Linked DNA regions of Mus musculus: regions 1 and 3 are each linked to region 2. A link is a contact called in public HiChIP or PLAC-seq and promoter capture Hi-C data. All regions are on one chromosome and are shown on one strand. Each heading gives the region's core, a stretch centred on a gene start, on an enhancer-like site or on the middle of the called end of the contact. The rest is flanking DNA. Distances are from core to core; before and after follow the strand shown. Region 1 has its middle 19 kb from the start of Mki67. Region 2 holds the start of Dhx32 (DEAH (Asp-Glu-Ala-His) box polypeptide 32). Region 3 overlaps Ptpre (protein tyrosine phosphatase, receptor type, E).

The links. Promoter capture Hi-C pulls out the DNA fragments that hold promoters and counts their contacts. HiChIP or PLAC-seq counts read pairs in DNA pulled down with a chosen protein or histone mark.
Region 1: a promoter capture Hi-C map of hippocampal neurons shows a contact between it and region 2, with 7 times the contacts expected there. The contact joins the enhancer-like site here to the promoter of Dhx32 in region 2. A contact is called at or near these places in 3 of 39 promoter capture datasets (the C10 cell line, hippocampal neurons and pre-B cells), 1 of 15 datasets of contacts at CTCF or cohesin (large pre-B cells), 3 of 115 datasets of contacts at active chromatin or transcription factors (astrocytes, embryonic forebrain and forebrain) and 2 of 9 other capture datasets (adipose tissue and liver).
Region 3: an H3K4me3 HiChIP or PLAC-seq map of neural tube shows a contact between it and region 2, with 10 times the contacts expected there. The contact joins the enhancer-like site here to the promoter of Dhx32 in region 2. A contact is called at or near these places in 1 of 39 promoter capture datasets (hippocampal neurons), 6 of 115 datasets of contacts at active chromatin or transcription factors (VIP interneurons, acute myeloid leukemia, embryonic forebrain and 3 more) and 1 of 9 other capture datasets (liver).

Annotation. Positions count from the first base shown.
Region 1 is chr7:135,734,421-135,737,254 of GRCm38.p6, reverse strand. No RefSeq gene overlaps it. Among named protein-coding and RNA genes, the nearest start is that of Mki67, 19 kb to the right of the region's middle. Within about 2 kb of position 1,469, at least 186 of the 459 cell types and tissues checked have an H3K27ac peak or open chromatin away from gene starts, as enhancers often do.
Region 2 is chr7:133,775,374-133,778,073 of GRCm38.p6, reverse strand. It overlaps Dhx32 (DEAH (Asp-Glu-Ala-His) box polypeptide 32), which reads left to right and starts at 1,271. Exons shown (of 12, transcript NM_133941.2): 1 at 1,271-1,472. Fank1 (fibronectin type 3 and ankyrin repeat domains 1) reads right to left here and starts at 1,183. Exons shown (of 11, transcript NM_025850.2): 1 at 1,104-1,183. The coding sequence starts at 1,116.
Region 3 is chr7:135,667,935-135,670,786 of GRCm38.p6, reverse strand. Ptpre (protein tyrosine phosphatase, receptor type, E) reads right to left here. Exons shown (of 21, transcript NM_011212.3): 12 at 1,627-1,790; 13 at 930-1,065; 14 at 1-88. Among named protein-coding and RNA genes, the nearest start is that of 5830432E09Rik, 17 kb to the right of the region's middle. Within about 2 kb of position 1,591, at least 21 of the 459 cell types and tissues checked have an H3K27ac peak or open chromatin away from gene starts, as enhancers often do.

The sequences.
Region 1 (2,834 bases), core at 220-2,719, 2.0 Mb before region 2:
CTGTCCTGCTGGATGTTCACACTCAGTCCTCAGGTGGCATCTGGATCCCAGATCACCATCTCTGGTCTATTAGGGGCTAGACTCTGCTCAGCTTTTTTGACTCATCTTATGGAGTCTACCCCAGGGTTACTGCCTCTACTACTGTGTGGTGGAGTGTCGTAGTTAGGAGTCAAGACATCTGTAGGAAGCAAGAAGGCAGGCAGCTGGAGAGGGTGGAGGGGAGAGGCCTTCAACAACAAACTAAACACCATAAGGGGAGAAGAAAAAAAGCCTCTTCGACACAGCCTAGCTTCAATATTGGAGGTCTCCATCTGCAGACACATAGTAGATTTATATTCTACTGCCAAAACAGGAGTGTGGTTACGGAAATAGTTTTAGGTTCTCTGGATTTGTACGCTTTCTTCTGTAAAATAAAAGCATAAACAGGCAAGCAATACACCTAGACATTTGGGCTCCAATTAAGAAGGCCCTGTTCTTAGGGTAGCCCCCAAGAGTGATCTCTCCCCGTGATTGCACCTTTGGACCTCTGGAGTATTCAGAGTGACAGGGTACAAAGTGGTTGGGAAGGTTGGGAGGAGCCTGAAACTCTCAGCAGGGTGCCCAGCCTGGAGCAGGTCCTCCTTGTCGACTGACTGTAGCCCTTCTAACTCATTGCTCTTGCTGTTAGTTCCTAAAAACTCAAGCAGTTTCGAAGTTAAAAGAACGTGTCCTGCAGCGATTCTCCTCTAGATGGCAGCAACACTCAGAACCCGCTAAAGCTCGCCTCCCAGGCCGCTGGCTCTGTAAATCCGGAGTGATCCCCTATGCAGGCAGCCTGCCTTTTGGACACTCCAAGTTCTTACTCCTCTTTAGCACGCTGCCTCCCACAGTAGACGCCGAGCATCTCAAACACTGAGTGGCTAATTACGCAGATAGGCCATGCTTCCAAATTGATCTTATTTTGCAGGCTGGTATTTTCTCATGCTATTATTGTTAAGGGGTGGTGGTGGTGTAAGTTGATCAACGCCAGTCATTGCGATATTGAGCTGCAAAGTTTTGAAAGTATTTGTTTCATAATGTGTGAGACAGAATATGGCTCCACTTCATTCACAGTTTTTCAGCCTACGGTGGTTATGTTCTAATAATCCTGTTCCAGCAGCCCTGAGGCTGAGTTTGGTTTTGTTGCAAGGTCCCAAGCAGGGCGAAAGAGCAGACAGGACTCTAAGACTCGCACTTCCCTCTTTGGCACAGGTCTCCCAGTGCATCACTGAACAGTGCAGTGTCTAGGCACTAACGCTAGGTGGAGACCTGAAGCTGCTGGCCTCTGGATGTCGCTTAAGCAGCCCCTAGTCGGCCGACTAGTCTTTAGCACGGGTCCCAGCGCAGGCAGGGCGAGGCTGGGCTCTGCACCTGCGCAGACCTCGGAGCTCCTGTGCCCAAGATTCCGGGTTGCACCTATAGTGTAGTGGCCCTAAGTGGCCGCCAGGTGACGCTGTGGTCCCAGCCATCGAGCTCCCAGGCCTCAGAGGCCACCGCAGTGATCTACCGTCTGTGCAGAGGGTGGAGCCTAAGTAAAGGGAAAACTGATCCTTTGCTCTGCCAGAAGATTCCAGAACGCTGGGTTTTTTTTGTTTGAAAGGCTAGCTATCCACCACTTTTGAGTTTAATACAAATCCTTTTTTTTTAAACACGTTATGTAACGCTGAGTTGATCTGGCTGGGGAACCTGACATCAGGCCTTGTCCTGTATTGAAATTTAAGCTCTACGTGTTAGCAATTCCTCTAAACTACAACAGCTTGCAACTCCACCCTTCAGGTAGTGCTAGCAGGCAAGCAAATAGCAAGACTGCTCCGTGCCTCCCCCTTCTCTTCCCTCACCCTCTCTCTTTCCACCTCCCCATCCCCCACATGTCCCCAGTGACCTCTTTCCCTCTTCCTCTCTCCTCTCTTTCTGTTCTTCACTGTTACCTTCCTTTCTCTGCCTCTATCCACTCTCCAGGTCCCCTTCCCATTCTTAACAATAAACCTTCTTCATATTAGGTCTATTACACGGCTGATCCCTCGGGAAGGACACCTTGGGCAGGCCAGCTAGGGTGCTCCCTCCCGCTGCACTATTACACCTCACCTGCCTCCTTTTATAAACACACCATTGAGGAGGCCAGGAAACAGGAATTACCAGATCTGGAAGGAGTTGAGACTTCATGCCCTCAGGGGTGCGGTGGGGCCTCTCCCTGCCTACCTACTGCCAGCCACGGGGAACCCCTTCCCAGAGAAGTTTAGCTGCTATTGTTTAGTGTTTGTTTGATTGGAGGTTTGGGGTTTTATTGGGGACAATTTTTCTTGTAAGTGGGGTGTGACTACATAGCCCAGGCAGACCTTCAATTTAGGGGCTCATCCTGGATTGCAGGTGCACATCATTACACCGGGTTTCTAATGTTAAGAGATGAAGCACTCCTTTTTAAAGCTTTTTTTTTCCTTCCTCAGAAAACCCAAGGTACACAGGAGACAGTCATGAAATGAACTCCATCCCAATGGCTGTACCTCCCAAGATTCAGTAACCAACATCATTCATGTCCACTCTTGTTTTGTTGAGGAAAGCTCCAGATAACATCTCTCTACTTTCACAAATACTACATAATAGCTAGGCATGATGGAGCAAGCCCAGAATCCCAGCTCTCTGGAGGACAACTCGAGAGGCCTGGAGTTTGAGGCCAGTGTGGGCTACACGGCAAGACTGTCTCAAAATAAGCAAACAGAGAGACTGCAGTGGGCTTCCCTAGGAGACAAAGATTGCTCTTAAATACTAATACCATTGCTGAGCTAACTATACCGCCTCACACGGACAATATTTCCTGG
Region 2 (2,700 bases), core at 22-2,521:
AGAGATAGTGAGATTCTGTTTCAATCAAAACAAAATGAAAAACAGCACTGTAGCCCCAGCACTTTCAGAATGTGGAGCCATGAAGATTCTGAGCCACTGGTTCAGGAGGCTAGGTCACGAAGTTTGCCCTAAACTCAAGGTCAGCCTGGGCTGCAGGAGACAAACTCAAACTTAAGAGTATTTTTAAAAACAAAACAAAAACCAGGGCTAATGAGATGACTTCGCGCAAACAATGCTTGCAGAAAGTAAAAGAGCCAAGTTTGATGCCCAGAACCTCCATAAAATATCAAGTGTGGTGGTGTGATTTGTAGATTCAGCCCTAGAGAGCTGGAGACAGGATCACCTCTGGGGTTCTGCTAGCCGGTTTGCCTAGCCTAGTTCACTAGAGCTCTAGGTCAGTGGGACACCCTGTCTTGAAAACCAAGGTGGGAGCCTGAAGATGTGGTTCAAATATCATGAACACTGACTGCTCTTCCAAAGGACCCAGCACCCACAAGCCTACTCACAGCCTGCTTTTATTATAGTTCAAGGGGATTGGGTTCTCTCTTCTGGTCTCTGTAGAGGCACAAGGCACATGAGTGGTGCAGAGACATATACATGCAGGCAAAACATCTGTACACATTAAATAAAATAAAATAAAAATTTAAAACCAAGGTGGATGGCAAGAAAAGACACCAGAATGTCCCCTCTGGGTTCCACACAAATGTGGCACACTTGCATGTGCACCTGTGTGACACCTGCACACGTGTGCACAAACACATGCATCCGCACGAATAGTCAATAACAAAGAACGGAAAATTTAAGACAAACAGGAATGAGAAACTTTTGTTATGTATCTTATGCTGGGCGGAAGCACATGAATTATATATACCACAGACTTTAGGGATAAGATCGAAGAGAGGCAAGAACACATAAATTCAAGGCCCAGGCTCCATGGAGGTTCACTAAGACACTGGAAGCACTATTAACCATTCGTAAGCCCATTGCTAGTGAGGGCATCAGCCGTGCTCTGTGGAATCTGTGGATCATTTAGCCGAGGGTTCGAGACCTGGCCCGGCTAGCTCGGTCTCTGCTCGCACCCCAGGCCCTAGCCCGCCGCTTACTGTGGGGCTCCATGGTCAGCTGCTCCCGGGGGCCCTCGGGCCCAGCCCTGGCGGCGCCGCCCTCCTAACGCCTGTCTTCGTCTGGCGTCGCTCGGGTTGCCCTGACAACCGGGGATGGGCAGGCGAGCGGGCGGGCGGGGCCCGGCGGACGGCGAGAGGGAGGGACCAAAAAGTGACGTGGAAACGCAGAGCAGCGCACGGGCGGGAGTGGCGCAGGGGGGTCGCGACCCGGGAGCGCGGCGGCTTCAGCAGAGCCGCGCCCCGAGCTCGGGAACGCTCTGTCAGCTCCTCTAGGGACCACGCGAACGTCGGCCGGGCTCGGGAAGCTCCCGCCCAGGCTCTGGGAGGCCTCGGCGGCCGCCGCTGCAGGTAACGGCAGGGCAGGCGGCGGGGAAGCAGGGAGGCCGCGCACCTGTTGCGGCCCCGCCCGACCAGGCACAGCTGAGGGCGAGGGCGCCCCCAGCTCCGGAAGGAGAACCGGAGCTCCGGCCTGAGATCTTCTGGACCCTGGTGGGTTAAGTCTAGGATGACCTGAGACGCCCCAGTGAGAGTCAGAACAAACCCTGCTCCAGCCGGATGACTCGGTCTTTGCACCGCCGTAACCCCAAGCTAGAGTCAGGGTTACCCCTGCATCTGGCGTCCGTCCAGGTCAGGGTCCGGATGAACCCGGAGATGCCCGGGTGAGAGTCGAGATAGACCCTGTTCCTGCTGGAGGACCCAGCTTTTGCCTGCCAGTACCCATTCTCCAGAGTGAAGGGCTATTGCTTCAGGATGTTGCCCCAAGTCATGGTCCGGACTCGGCCTTTGCGCGTGGCAGCTCTTTTCCAGGGTGGGTACCCTATACCGGGATGTTGTCCCAGGTCAAGGCTAGGATGACCCTAAGACTCCGAGTATGGGTGCTCTCAGCTCCTCCTGGAGGACTCGTTCTTTGCACCACATGTTTCAGAGAGGGGTGTTCGAATCCGTTTGCCTAGGTGAGGGTGTGAAAGCTGCTCCTGCCTCTATAGTAGGCCAAGGCTGTCTACTGAGACTACGGGCAGTTCCTCCCCTAGTCCTGCTCTGTCTATCATCCCCACTGTCACCTATCATATTTCAGGCTGTGGGCCCCTTGTGGGATCTTGGAAATTGGTTTAGTTTGGTGTGTGTGTGTGTGTGTGTGTGTGTGTGTGTTTGTGTTTGTGTTACAATACTCATTTTTCCTGTTGATTTTTTTTGGGGGGAGAGGGGGGTCACTGAGTCAGCCAAATTGTGTAGGATACTGGTTTCAAAGACCAGGATCCAGGTTTTCCTTTAAGAAAGGTGTGAAGGGGGGAAAAACCCACTAGGAATTTTTATCTGGTATGGTGTAGAATTTTCAAACCACCTCAGAGAGTGTCATGGGTTAAGGAGAGAAGAGGGGGAAGCAGAGGAAGGAAGAAAAATGGAGAAGAGATAAGAAAGGGATGAGGAAGTGCGGAGAAACAGAGGAAATTGTAGGATTGATTTACCGGTCAGCGCTGGACATTAAAGGCCTTCCATCAACCCCTACTGCTGCCATAGACAGGACTAGAGAAAAATGGAAGGCCCAGCCAGCTCTATTGGGGTCATATAAGTGATT
Region 3 (2,852 bases), core at 342-2,841, 1.9 Mb before region 2:
GGTGCCTCTCCAGGGAGGACACATCCAGCTCTGTGTCCCCATAGAGGTAGTATTCCAGTAAGGCTTGGTAGATGAATGTATACTGAACCTGTAGGGAGACAGGGGGTGCCACTCAAGACTGCCCCATCGCTGGTAAAGCAAGGCCGAGGAGCAAGAGTGATCATGTGGACTGGTCGTCTAGGGTAAAATAAGATGACAGTAATGACCACTACCTCCGAGGGCTCCAGGGGCTATGTCAGCTGCTTAGAATCACCACCATGGCATATGAACATGCTAAGGATCAGGGTCACCAGCCTTTGTGACTCCATGGGAGGTAATGACAGAGTGGGAGGTATACCAGGTCTGACAATGGGCATGCTCATAGCCTGTGGCCACCTGCCTATTAAAACCCATCTGACCAGCAGGAGAGGATGTGCCTAATCCTGCAGAGACTTGATGCACCAGGGTTGTGGGTGGGTGGGATTCTAGCAGGGCGGACCTGGGAGGGCCCAGAGGTGAAGGGGAGGGGGAATGAGAGGAGAGACTCTGTGAGGAGGGATGGGATGAAGCATTTGAGATATAAATAAATAAATAAATAAAACCAATAACAGCAAAACCCAGACCTGCAAGCGGGGCCTGGTGGCAATAGTTCAAAATTCCAGTTATTTGGAAAGCTGAGACATAAAGAGGATATGTTCAAGGGCTGCCCAAGCTACAGAGCCAGGTCAAAAGCAGGCTGGGCTACTCACTAAGACTGAGTTCCAGGAAGTAAAGGGGTGGCTGAGATTACAGCTCAGTGGTAGAATCTATCCGCATGACAGACCAGGTGCAAAACAACAACAACAACAACACACAGTCAAAAAATATTTTTAAATGGGCCTGTGGAGTGGTGCGAAGGCACCTGAGTGCTCTGTGATGCTTAGGCCAGGGCAGAAAGAGGTGCCACTCACATCCGTCTGGACCATCTGAGGGCGCTGATTGCGGATTCTAGACACAAACTCAAAGACGTCAACCTTCTGCTCCGAGTGTATCATGTCCATCATGGCATCGATCACAATGAAGGTGCCAGTCCGACCCACGCCCGCGCTTCAGGGAGGAGAAAGATGCCACCTCGTGAGTCACATTCCCCTGAAGTAAATGGCAAGCCTGGGAAGATGCCTGAACCTGGGGGACAAAGGACACAGCCTAGGGCAAAATTAAGGAGGGTGCAACTTGGAAGAACAAGGAGCAAATCTATGCATAGCCACTAGAGGGCACTGCTGCTCTGGTTATTTATCTCAGGACTAGAGACACTGAAGGGGTGTGTGTGTGTGTGTGTGTGTGTGTGTGTCCCCTGCTATGGGAACTAAACGATCCTTGAGGTACCAGGTAGAGCAGAGGGCAAGGTCAGTGGACTTGCCCAGAGCTCCCATGCCAGCCATCAACCTGGGCCTTGTCAGCCTTCAAGAGTTTTACATATTGGGGGTCTGTCCAGACACCACTGGGGCAGGTACCCCAGAGACCAAGAGGGGCTAGAATTCCTTTCTCCACACGCAACTTTGGGTATAGCTGCTTCAAAACTTCATTCCCCCCAGCCCTAGCTCTGCCCACCCCACCACTGCCGCACTGGCCATTCCCCACACTGTGGCTGGCCCCTCCCTGACATACCTACAGTGAACCACAATGGGCCCAGCATGTGAGGGGTTGAGTGTCTTCACTTTCTTCAGGAACTTGAGCATCCCGATGGGGGTAAACGGCACCCCGAAGTCAGGCCAGCTGGTGAAGTGCAGCTGTGAGACCAGCCGCGGGGCTTTGCAGCTGTCTGGGAGTTGCTGTAAGGGATGAGGGGGAAGTGAGAGATGGGAGGTGGAACTGTTTAGCATCTCCTTCCGAAGGACAGTGGGGCTCATGCCAGGTCAGCGGCTGCAAACACAGAGAACCCTGGAATGCAGGGGTACCATACCCGATGTGACAATACACAGCTCTTGGCTGGCAAAGGGCTTTTGCAGCTGGCTATACCAGGCCAGGATCCCAGTAGCCACATATCCCCAAAGCTGGTCTTAATGCTCACACACTCCAGCTGTGAGGCAGACCTGCCTGCTCCATCTACACAGTCCCACCTGACTTGTGGCGACCTGAGTCACTGCCAGCATATTTAAGTCTCAAAGAGTCAGCGTGGGAAGGAAGAATGAAGGGTCAGCCTACACACTGGAGACCTCCAGACCCTCCCTCCCAGATTCTCCAAGCCTTTGCAGCATGCATGGTTCTCCTGCTCCTGATGGTGGAAGATGACAATACCAGTGTGTTTAGAAGTAAGGTGTGTGTGTGTGTGTGTGTGTGTGTGTGTGTGTGTGTGTGTGTGTATTCTCTGTATGGAAGCAAGGGATAACAATTTTGGGATGCCTCAGGCACATATTCTACCATTAGGCTAGGCCCCTCAGTCCATCCTTTCAAAACCTTCTGCGGTGGCTTCTAGACACTTCTTTCAGATTTTTGCAACTTAATTTTACCAACCGCTCTACATTTTATTCCTAATAAAAACAGCCTGTCTCTGTGGTCTTCATTTCCTCTGCTTTGTTCTCGAGCATTTTGATCGAAGGCTGCCTCGAAATGAGCATGAAAGATACTGGGGGAGAGTCTGAACCTAATTTTTGACACCATTATAAAACAATTCTGTCACCAGACATGGCGACTCATGTCTTTCATCCCAACACTTGGGAGGCAGAGGCAGGTGGATCTATGAAAGTCAGCAGCCAGCATGTTCTACACAGGAAGTTCCAGACCTCCATGGATCACATAGTGAGAGCTTGTCACTAGGAGTAGCTCAGTGGCGCAGTGCCTGCTTGGTGCAGTGGGAAAGCCCCCAACCCCCATTGAATCCTCTACCACTCCAG